Linked DNA regions of Mus musculus: region 1 is linked to region 2. The links are chromatin contacts, called in public HiChIP or PLAC-seq maps. All regions are on one chromosome and are shown on one strand. Each heading gives the region's core, a stretch centred on a gene start, on an enhancer-like site or on the middle of the called end of the contact. The rest is flanking DNA. Distances are from core to core; before and after follow the strand shown. Region 1 overlaps 2610307P16Rik (RIKEN cDNA 2610307P16 gene). Region 2 has its middle 17 kb from the start of Gm34385.

Region 1 (3,989 bases), core at 1,122-3,621, 220 kb before region 2:
TGTGAAGGCCAGCCATGCTGCTCTGATAAGGGGGAGAGGATGGGAACTCTACCTCGCACACCTTTCTCTGTTGATATTAGAGTTAAGGTGGATAGGGAGACTCTGGAAGTCTAAGCATATGTAATAGTTATTTTTGTCTGTGGACCATTGAATTTAGGTAGAGTTTCTTGCCTATGTGGCTAAGAGGTATTTGCCTGGAACAGGGGCTACTTATCAGTGAATTTACAATAGAATAAAATGATCCTCTTGCCCAACGACCACAGATTGACAATAGTCCCTTGTAGAGGGATCTCGTCTCATGGGCCTCTTTCCTGTCCGTGATGAAATGTTTACATTCTCAATCTTGAGTGTGTCTTATGCAGATTACCAAAGATGAAGTCAGTTCATGAGTTGCATCATATCCAGGAGATGTCTTTATGCAGCATGTCTCCCTATTCTCTCTTCTCTCCCTGACATTATTTTCAACACATTCTCCTGTGATGGTCTCTGAACCATGGAGGAAGTGACAACTGTCCCATTTGCTGATGAGCACTGCATCACTACTTATTCTTGTCACTTATAGGTGACAAGATATTGAACACTGTCTACTGTGGTAAGCAGCTTCTCTGACTAAGATTAAGAATAGTACTAGCCTATGGCTATAAGATAGAATATTTAGAGGGTAGTTTGACAACAAGACAATTTAGCCAAAAAGATGGTAGTAGGTCCCCCGTTATGGCCTATGATGGCCATAGCCATGGACTCTCGACAAAATTTACAGAAACAGGCATAAGGTCCTTCCTGTAAAACTGGCCTCAAATCCAGTGGGGTTGATTGGTTGTCCTTATAACGGTCATGCCACTATTGCATCAGAGGGCACAGAATTGCTTATCAGTTACGATTGACAACTGGGTCAAATCGTTGATGACTCCCCGACCCCCAGCAGTCTATGTAACTACTCCTGACGCTATGAAGATGGATGAGGTTCTTAGGAAGAAGCTTCTAGCTGAGCTGTCGTTTGTTTTCTCTGAGTATGGGGTATCTTCAGCATTAGAGCCTTACTGTCAAGGTCCAGGTAGCAACACAGATCTGGGGCAATAACCTTTTAGGATCTCATTGGCCATAGGGAGGTGTTCCACAACTGGCACTGGGGATTTTATTTAATAACCTACAGCTTCCAGGAAGAGCCTTAGTACCCACTCTTAATTCCTTTCAGTTTTTTTTTTTTTTTGTATGTGCATGTGGGTGTGTGTGTACCTGAGTACACATGTATGCAGGAGCCTGCAGAAGTGAAAAGAGAGATTCACTTTTCCTGTACCTGAGTTTCAGACAGGTAGGTGTGTGCTGTTTGATGTGGTTGCTGTGCTGTGCTGGGACCTAAGTACCCTGCCAGAGCAGTGAACACACAACATCACTGAGCCATCTCCCTGGTTTTTTTCAGGTTATGTGTTCAATAACCACATAAAATAGTGGGTTCTTCTATATGGTATATATCTGTCTATATATCTATATCTACCTATCTTTAGTTTTATTACTCCTTCTTCTTCCATATCCTCCTGGCCTCCTCCCGGCTTGGCTTTTTCTATCTTGCCCAGTGCCCACTCCCTTTCATCTCTGATGGATTTTATTATCACTTCTCTCTGTAATAGCTCCTTTTGTCTTTCTGTCCTTTACCATCAGTCAGTGATAATGATAAACCTATGACTAAAAAAGAAAAAAGAATCTATAGATAGGATCTGCATACAAGGGAGGCCATGTGGCATTTGTCTCTGTGGACCTAGGTTACATCACTGAAGATAACTGTCCGTATCTATCCATTTCTCCTGCAAATTTCGTAGCTTTAGTCTTCTTTACCACTGAATAAATTTCCATTGTATATAACACGTACCTTTTCCTGGAGACAAGTAAAAGATCGTTATGATGGATGGAGCCGGTGGCTGTATGCATTTTGACACCCAAATATTTTATGAATTGCTCAATTTTTCAAAATGAGTTGAGTGATATTTTGAGTTCCGTCAACAGATCAATAAGCAAAACAGAGATAGCTGGGCTTTGACACCAGTGTGGTCAGGCATTTACTGGCAGAGACCTCCTGTGCAGCACAATTGTCACCCTGGGCTTCAGTCTTGGCTCCATTATTAATCACCACCATGCGAGTTACTCAACCTTCCCTACCCTCCCTACAGTCTGTAAAATTGCCATGACACATTTATATTCATGGGTAAAATTGTTCATGGAAGGCATTTAGTCCATAGTGCCTCACAGATATTAAATTCAGAGGGAGCATTAATTGCTATTATTATCATTTCAGCTGAAAATGCTGTTCTGTTGGCAATAAATAGCTGCTGCTTTGTTTAGTTCTACCAGCTACAAAGCAATACATCAGTGCATTGATTGCGCAATGCTTGCTTAACCTCTTTGGAAAGCTTTTTCTTTATATTTTGTCTGTGCATCACTACAGGCTGCCAGCTTAGGTGTTTCTCTGTGTCTGCTTTTTTTTCTGTGTGTCTCCATGTCTGTCTGTACTCCCTCGTGTGTGTGTGTGTGTGTGTGTGTGTGTGTGTGTGTGTGTGTGTGTAGCCTAGTAATAGCCAAGAGATGGAACTGCCAGCATAGTCTTTCCCCATAGCAAGCAAAACCCCCACAAAATTAAAGCTAGGAAAAAATTTAAGTTACATAATTGGTTTGTATGGACAAAAGGCTGCGAAGATATAAAGGTTCCTGTAGCTCTGCTGTTCTTTGGTCCAAGATGTTGAGGAAAGATTCAGAGTTCCTACTGAGAAACTGCTGTTTAGTAGGCTGCTGCTGTTGGCTTCAGAGTAAGTAAATGGGTCAGAAGTGCAAGTGGGAGAGAACTTGAGGTTTCATGAAGGAAGGCCATTATTAATGTTTCCATGACCTTAGGAGTTTAAAGGTTGGGAATTGAAGTAAGAGTGCTGGTTATAGGGACAAAGAGCCCACAAATATTGAGATGTGGTCAAAGGTTTGAGGCCTCTGAATTGAGCAGCACAAGGGTCATTTCCTACCAGTCTCAATGGTCAGGGCCTGTTCATAAAGGCACAGACTTAGAAAGACCACAGGTCCCTCCCATGTTCTAATGATCCACACTTATTTATTTATTTGTTTGTTTGTTTGTTTGTTTTGTATAGGCCTGGCTTCTGGAACTCACTCTGTAGACCAGGCTGGCCTCAAATACTCAGAGATTCACTTGCCTCTGCCTTCGAAGTGCTAGGATTAAAGGTGTGTATCACCACTGCCTCTGACTACAAACTTTTTTTGGGGGGGGGGGGAACGTAGGTAAAAAATGCTAGGACTTTAGATTTAAAAACCTTTCTTTCAAAAATATTTCTTGAATTCCTAAACTAGAGAATTGGCAAAATTGTGAGCTGTGCTGCTCATAATGCCCTGGGTATACAGGGCATTAGAGCTCTTGACATCTGGAATGTTGGATTTAAATCTAGTTGCTCCTGTTGTATACTCTGCTGTGGGGAATGTTTAAAACTGTTGGCGGTCACTTTCTTCTCCCTATCTCCTGTGGAGAAGCTACCCCTGCTTCTTGAGATTATTGTATCAGATAAGCTGTGATGAGTGACAGTTGTCATGTGTGGGACACTTTCTGTCACGTGACACTAAATAGACAGGAGGAGGAAGTGCATTGGATTCGTGGCCCGAGTAAATATTTGACATCATTCACTCCTAAATTATCAAGAGGAGCCTGGAAACCCACAGTCTTCATTGTCTGACCTCCATCAACTATAATTGCACCAAGGCCCCCAAATTGCTATTGGTTAAAGCAAAAAATCAATAAAAGCAAAATCCAAAACCATATCCTCCATGCTCAGCGGTTTTCATTCATAGTGGTCAGTTGGCAGAGATTAACCTCACTTTGACCTGGGAAGCTCTTTCAGGGAGGGTTTTGGTTTTTCTTTATCCTTTCTGGGAATGTCAGAGTCCCAGCTTCCTTCCTTGTAAACTGTGGGAGCTATGAACTTCTTCCTTCCCACTGCTAG
Region 2 (4,122 bases), core at 1,339-3,838:
TGAAATGGGAAGACAAAGATGGTATAACTGAAGATTACCAAGCGGGGAGACTGAGAACTTGTTGTCAATGATTTCAATGTCTTCCTTACACAAAGAAACATGCAAAATGTGTATGTCAGTATATTTAGCTTAAAAGATAGTAGGCTCAAATGAACTGGGTGATGCTGCTCATTTCAATATTAATGGCCTCCTAGCAATTCAATAGATAACACTTCACTAACTAACTTGTAATAGTTACTCGGTATTGTTCGTATGGTTATTTGACTAACATTTTCTAGTTGTGATTTAAAGCAGAATGTGAGAAAGATAAATCACTTCATGTTGATGAAGAAAATAAGGAAAGACTCTGTAGTACTCTCCCAGCCTCTTGGGCTTTAATACTTTCAAGGAAAAGACCTAAAGGCATATGCTTCTTTGAGATAAAATATATTTTGCATCCCAGTCTTTCTACTTACATTCTGAGCCTGTGCCTTCACCCCCTCCCCAGCATTGGCTCTGAGGCAAGTCTTATCTCCTGCCAACATGCATCCTGGCATGTTATATTTCTTAAATGAATGGAAACCTTGTTTGGAAAGGGAAGAAATACAATGATCACCTTACCTGTTTAAATGGCCATGTGAGTGTGCTTTGGTCAGCCTCATTAAAAAATATGTTTACTGGGTAAGTTCTATGTCTGTGTGAATTACTCTATAAGAATTCGTTCATCATAGCTGTTAGGGCATGGAAGTCCAGTTAAGTGAGTATTTCATATGCATTTTAAAATGTAGGTCCACTGTTTAATGAAATGAGAAGGAGTTAGAGTTAGAGCTTAGCTCTATCTAAAGCTTTCATTTCCTATGTAGGAGGTGATGTCACAAAGGTCACCCTTTGTTCAACAATAAGCATCAAATACATAATTGCAATGGTTCAAATGTACCAAACCTAAAAAGCCAAGAAGGTTTGGGAGATCCCAGAAGAAATACCTTAGCCTTCTGTGAAATACTGGCCACAGGATCTGGCATAGACTAGATGCTTAAAACTATTTTCTGCTCTTCTAACCTTTTAGCTGTCATGTTTTTTAGTTCTTGCCCTTGAGAATGGCTGGTGATATTCTATTGTGCTAGATGGAGGTTCTGCTAGCATATTCCCAGAGTGAGTCAGATATCTGTTTTCTTCAGATAACAGATAACACAGAACTTCATGCAAACAAAGTCAGGAGCTGGTGAGTCACAGCAAGTCAGCTTGGCCCTGTAAATCTCTCTTGCTTTCTTGATCAAGCAACATCATCTCTCCATGTTGGCTTAAAAAAAAGTGATCTCAAGTGTTTGCCAAGCGAGCAAATGTCAGCTATGGGGGAAACAGTTTGCACTTTATATTCTAGAAACTTTGGAAATATTTACCACACTTGAAAGAACAATTTAATGTAAAGGAAAAGGAGTCAAAGTAATTTTTTAAATGTTGTTGTTTTAAAATTATGGCTGGTAAATGGCTCAGTATCTAGTAGCAGTTGCTGTTTAACTATGAGGGCCACACTCAAAGTACCAGCACCCATGTAGAAAAAAAGTTTTGGGTTCAAATTCAAACTGCTTATATTTTCTTTCACCCAGAGTGATTTAATTTACAGCTTCAAAAGTCAACATAAATAGATTCTGCTGTATAAGTTACCAACCATCTGATATTACCATCTCTGCAAGGTCACCTGGGAAATGTGCTAGGCTGAGCATTGCAGGGCTCTCTGTCCTTTCAAACCAGGGCATAGTCCGTATTTTAGACATAATATCTATTCTCACATCAAAAAAAAAATCTGGATTTAGAACTAGTGATGAACAGAACTTGAATTTTGGAGTTGGGTAGTCTCTGTCTAGTCCCCAGCTGTGGGCATAGAGAACTGGGCACACTTGAAGACCTTTACCTCTCTAGGCTACTGTGTCTGCACAGGGGACAGTGTCATGGGATGTAAAAGAGACTGAAGTTTTAAAAGTGCTTTGAAAAGACTAGATTGTCACAAAGGCCACTAGTGTCAGCTAATAATCGTCAAATACATAATTGTAATGGTTCAAACCTGGCAAATCTACAAAGGTGAGGAAACTTGGAAAACTCAAGAAACATTTTAGGACTTCTGTGAACTAATATCACAAACATATGGAGTAGATTTCCCAATTTGAACACACCGTAGCCTTGGGATTAAGATGAAAATCATTGACTTTTACCCACCCTGGAAAGTCTGACAGAAGTTCAATACATTTGACCCTTCACAAACCTGACTTAGTTTGCCAGCACCAGGGAGCCAGGGAACAGTAGATGAAGAAGGAGATCTGCCTCCGAGCCTCCAGACCCAACTGATTGAAAGTTCAGGGTTACACAGAAACCGTGAACACACCTTAACACTGCGCCACTCTACCTGTCTCTCCATCTAATTTCCAGCGACACTTTTTAGAGATTAAATCTCTAAATTTAATGCTCCGGATTTTCTGCAGCGCTGCTTTTTAGCTCATTCCCCAAATTATGCTGCAGTTGGACGAGATTCAGTTGCTTCTGAGAGGCTGTTGTTTGGCTTCTGGATTCCATTCACATGACTTTCCCCCTCATCCCTCATAGATCATTAATAATAAACGCAGTCAAGGGTATGTTATGTGAAAACCAAGAGGCTGAACTTTTAAAGCTAGACCTATTAGGCTCTAGTAAGACATCAAGGTTTTAAGGAAGCTCACTGCCTCTAAATTATGCTCCCCTTTTTCCTTCTCCACCTTTTGTATAAGGCTTCTAGTCTTTACCCTGTTACATAAGAGAATCACAGATTAGGAGATGTCAGACGTGAGAGCTCATTAGTCCCACCTTCTAGCTCTTGCTGGTAAGATAACTGATAACAATATTGTCTTTGAAAAGAGATTTTCAAAATATATATATTGCATAAAAGATAACTTGGCATTGCTAGTATCTAAAAGGATATTTGAGTCAAGGCCAAACTCAGGATTAGGAAACTGAGTGACTTGTAAGCATATTAAAAGTTGGGCAACAGAGAGTGGTATGGCATTATGGGATACATATTGGCCTTGAATACATTAAGAAGCAACTTTCAGTTTTACTAGTTGTATGACTTAACTACTTAGCTTTAAGTGAGAATCAGGATGTTACGATGTGGGGGATGTGATAGCAAATATGTCAAGAATCTTAGACAAACCTCACATGAAGTATATATAACTTCAATAAATTAAACTGTGAACATTATGATAAAAACACTGTAAATATAATTCATGGTGGTACATAAATGTACGACTCTGAGAGACAGAGAATGACCCTTTCTATAATCCCAGAAGTACAGACCAACCATAAAAGTTTTAAATAAGTAAAGGTCTTAATTTGCTTGGTATTGCAAGTTGACATTGGGTCACAGCAAACAGTCCAGCTTATGAAGTGACAGAATATAGTTTGAAACATTATGAAGTCCCTCACTAGACAGTTTGAATGTGCAGCCAGGGCCAGCCACTTCCTGTTTGTGTAGCTTTGAGCAAACACTTTACTCATTCCACGTCTACTTCCATTCACATCTCTGTAAAATGGTGACAGTAGCAGTGACTGTGATAGGAGTGTCCCAGGTTTTTCTGAAGTAGAAATTGTATCCCAGTGGGTACTTACTAAGAACCTTTATCCCTCCCCCCCACCCCATGTCCTCCCTCCTGCCTCCCTTTTACTTTTCTACATGCACAGCTCAGTGACATTAAGTACATTCATACTGTAGCACCATCAGCCATCTCCAGGTCTCTTCACTTTGCGAAGGAGAAACTCTGAGTGCATTTATCAGCCCCTGCAAGTCATCATTTCGTTTTCTATCATTCTGAACTTCACTATGAGACTTATTTTGTATAATGGAATTATGTCGTATTTGTTCTTTAGGGCTTGGATTTATTTCACAACACATAGTGCTTTCAAAAGTTACCCATAAAGCCGGGTGTGGTGGCGCACGCCTTTAATCCCAGCACTTGGGAGGCAGAGGCAGGCGGATTTCTGAGTTCGAGGCCAGCCTGGTCTACAAAGTGAATTCCAGGACAGCCAAGGCTATACAGAGAAACCCTGTCTCGGAAAAAACAAATAAATAAAAGTTACCCATGAGCATATGCTTTAGCATTTGTTTCTCATTTGCTT

What was found. HiChIP or PLAC-seq counts read pairs in DNA pulled down with a chosen protein or histone mark.
Region 1: a contact with region 2 is called in a FOXA1 HiChIP or PLAC-seq map of pancreatic cancer cells. The contact joins two enhancer-like sites. A contact is called at or near these places in 2 of 484 Hi-C or Micro-C datasets (the N1E-115 cell line and pancreatic cancer cells) and 1 of 115 datasets of contacts at active chromatin or transcription factors (pancreatic cancer cells).

Annotation. Positions count from the first base shown.
Region 1 is chr13:28,527,498-28,531,486 of GRCm38.p6, reverse strand. All of the region lies in intron 7 of 2610307P16Rik (RIKEN cDNA 2610307P16 gene), which reads left to right. Among named protein-coding and RNA genes, the nearest start is that of Gm40841, 110 kb to the right of the region's middle. Within about 2 kb of position 2,371, at least 7 of the 459 cell types and tissues checked have an H3K27ac peak or open chromatin away from gene starts, as enhancers often do. A contact at or near this core is called in pancreatic cancer cells, where this site is marked.
Region 2 is chr13:28,310,722-28,314,843 of GRCm38.p6, reverse strand. No RefSeq gene overlaps it. Among named protein-coding and RNA genes, the nearest start is that of Gm34385, 17 kb to the right of the region's middle. Within about 2 kb of position 2,588, at least 37 of the 459 cell types and tissues checked have an H3K27ac peak or open chromatin away from gene starts, as enhancers often do. A contact at or near this core is called in pancreatic cancer cells, where this site is marked.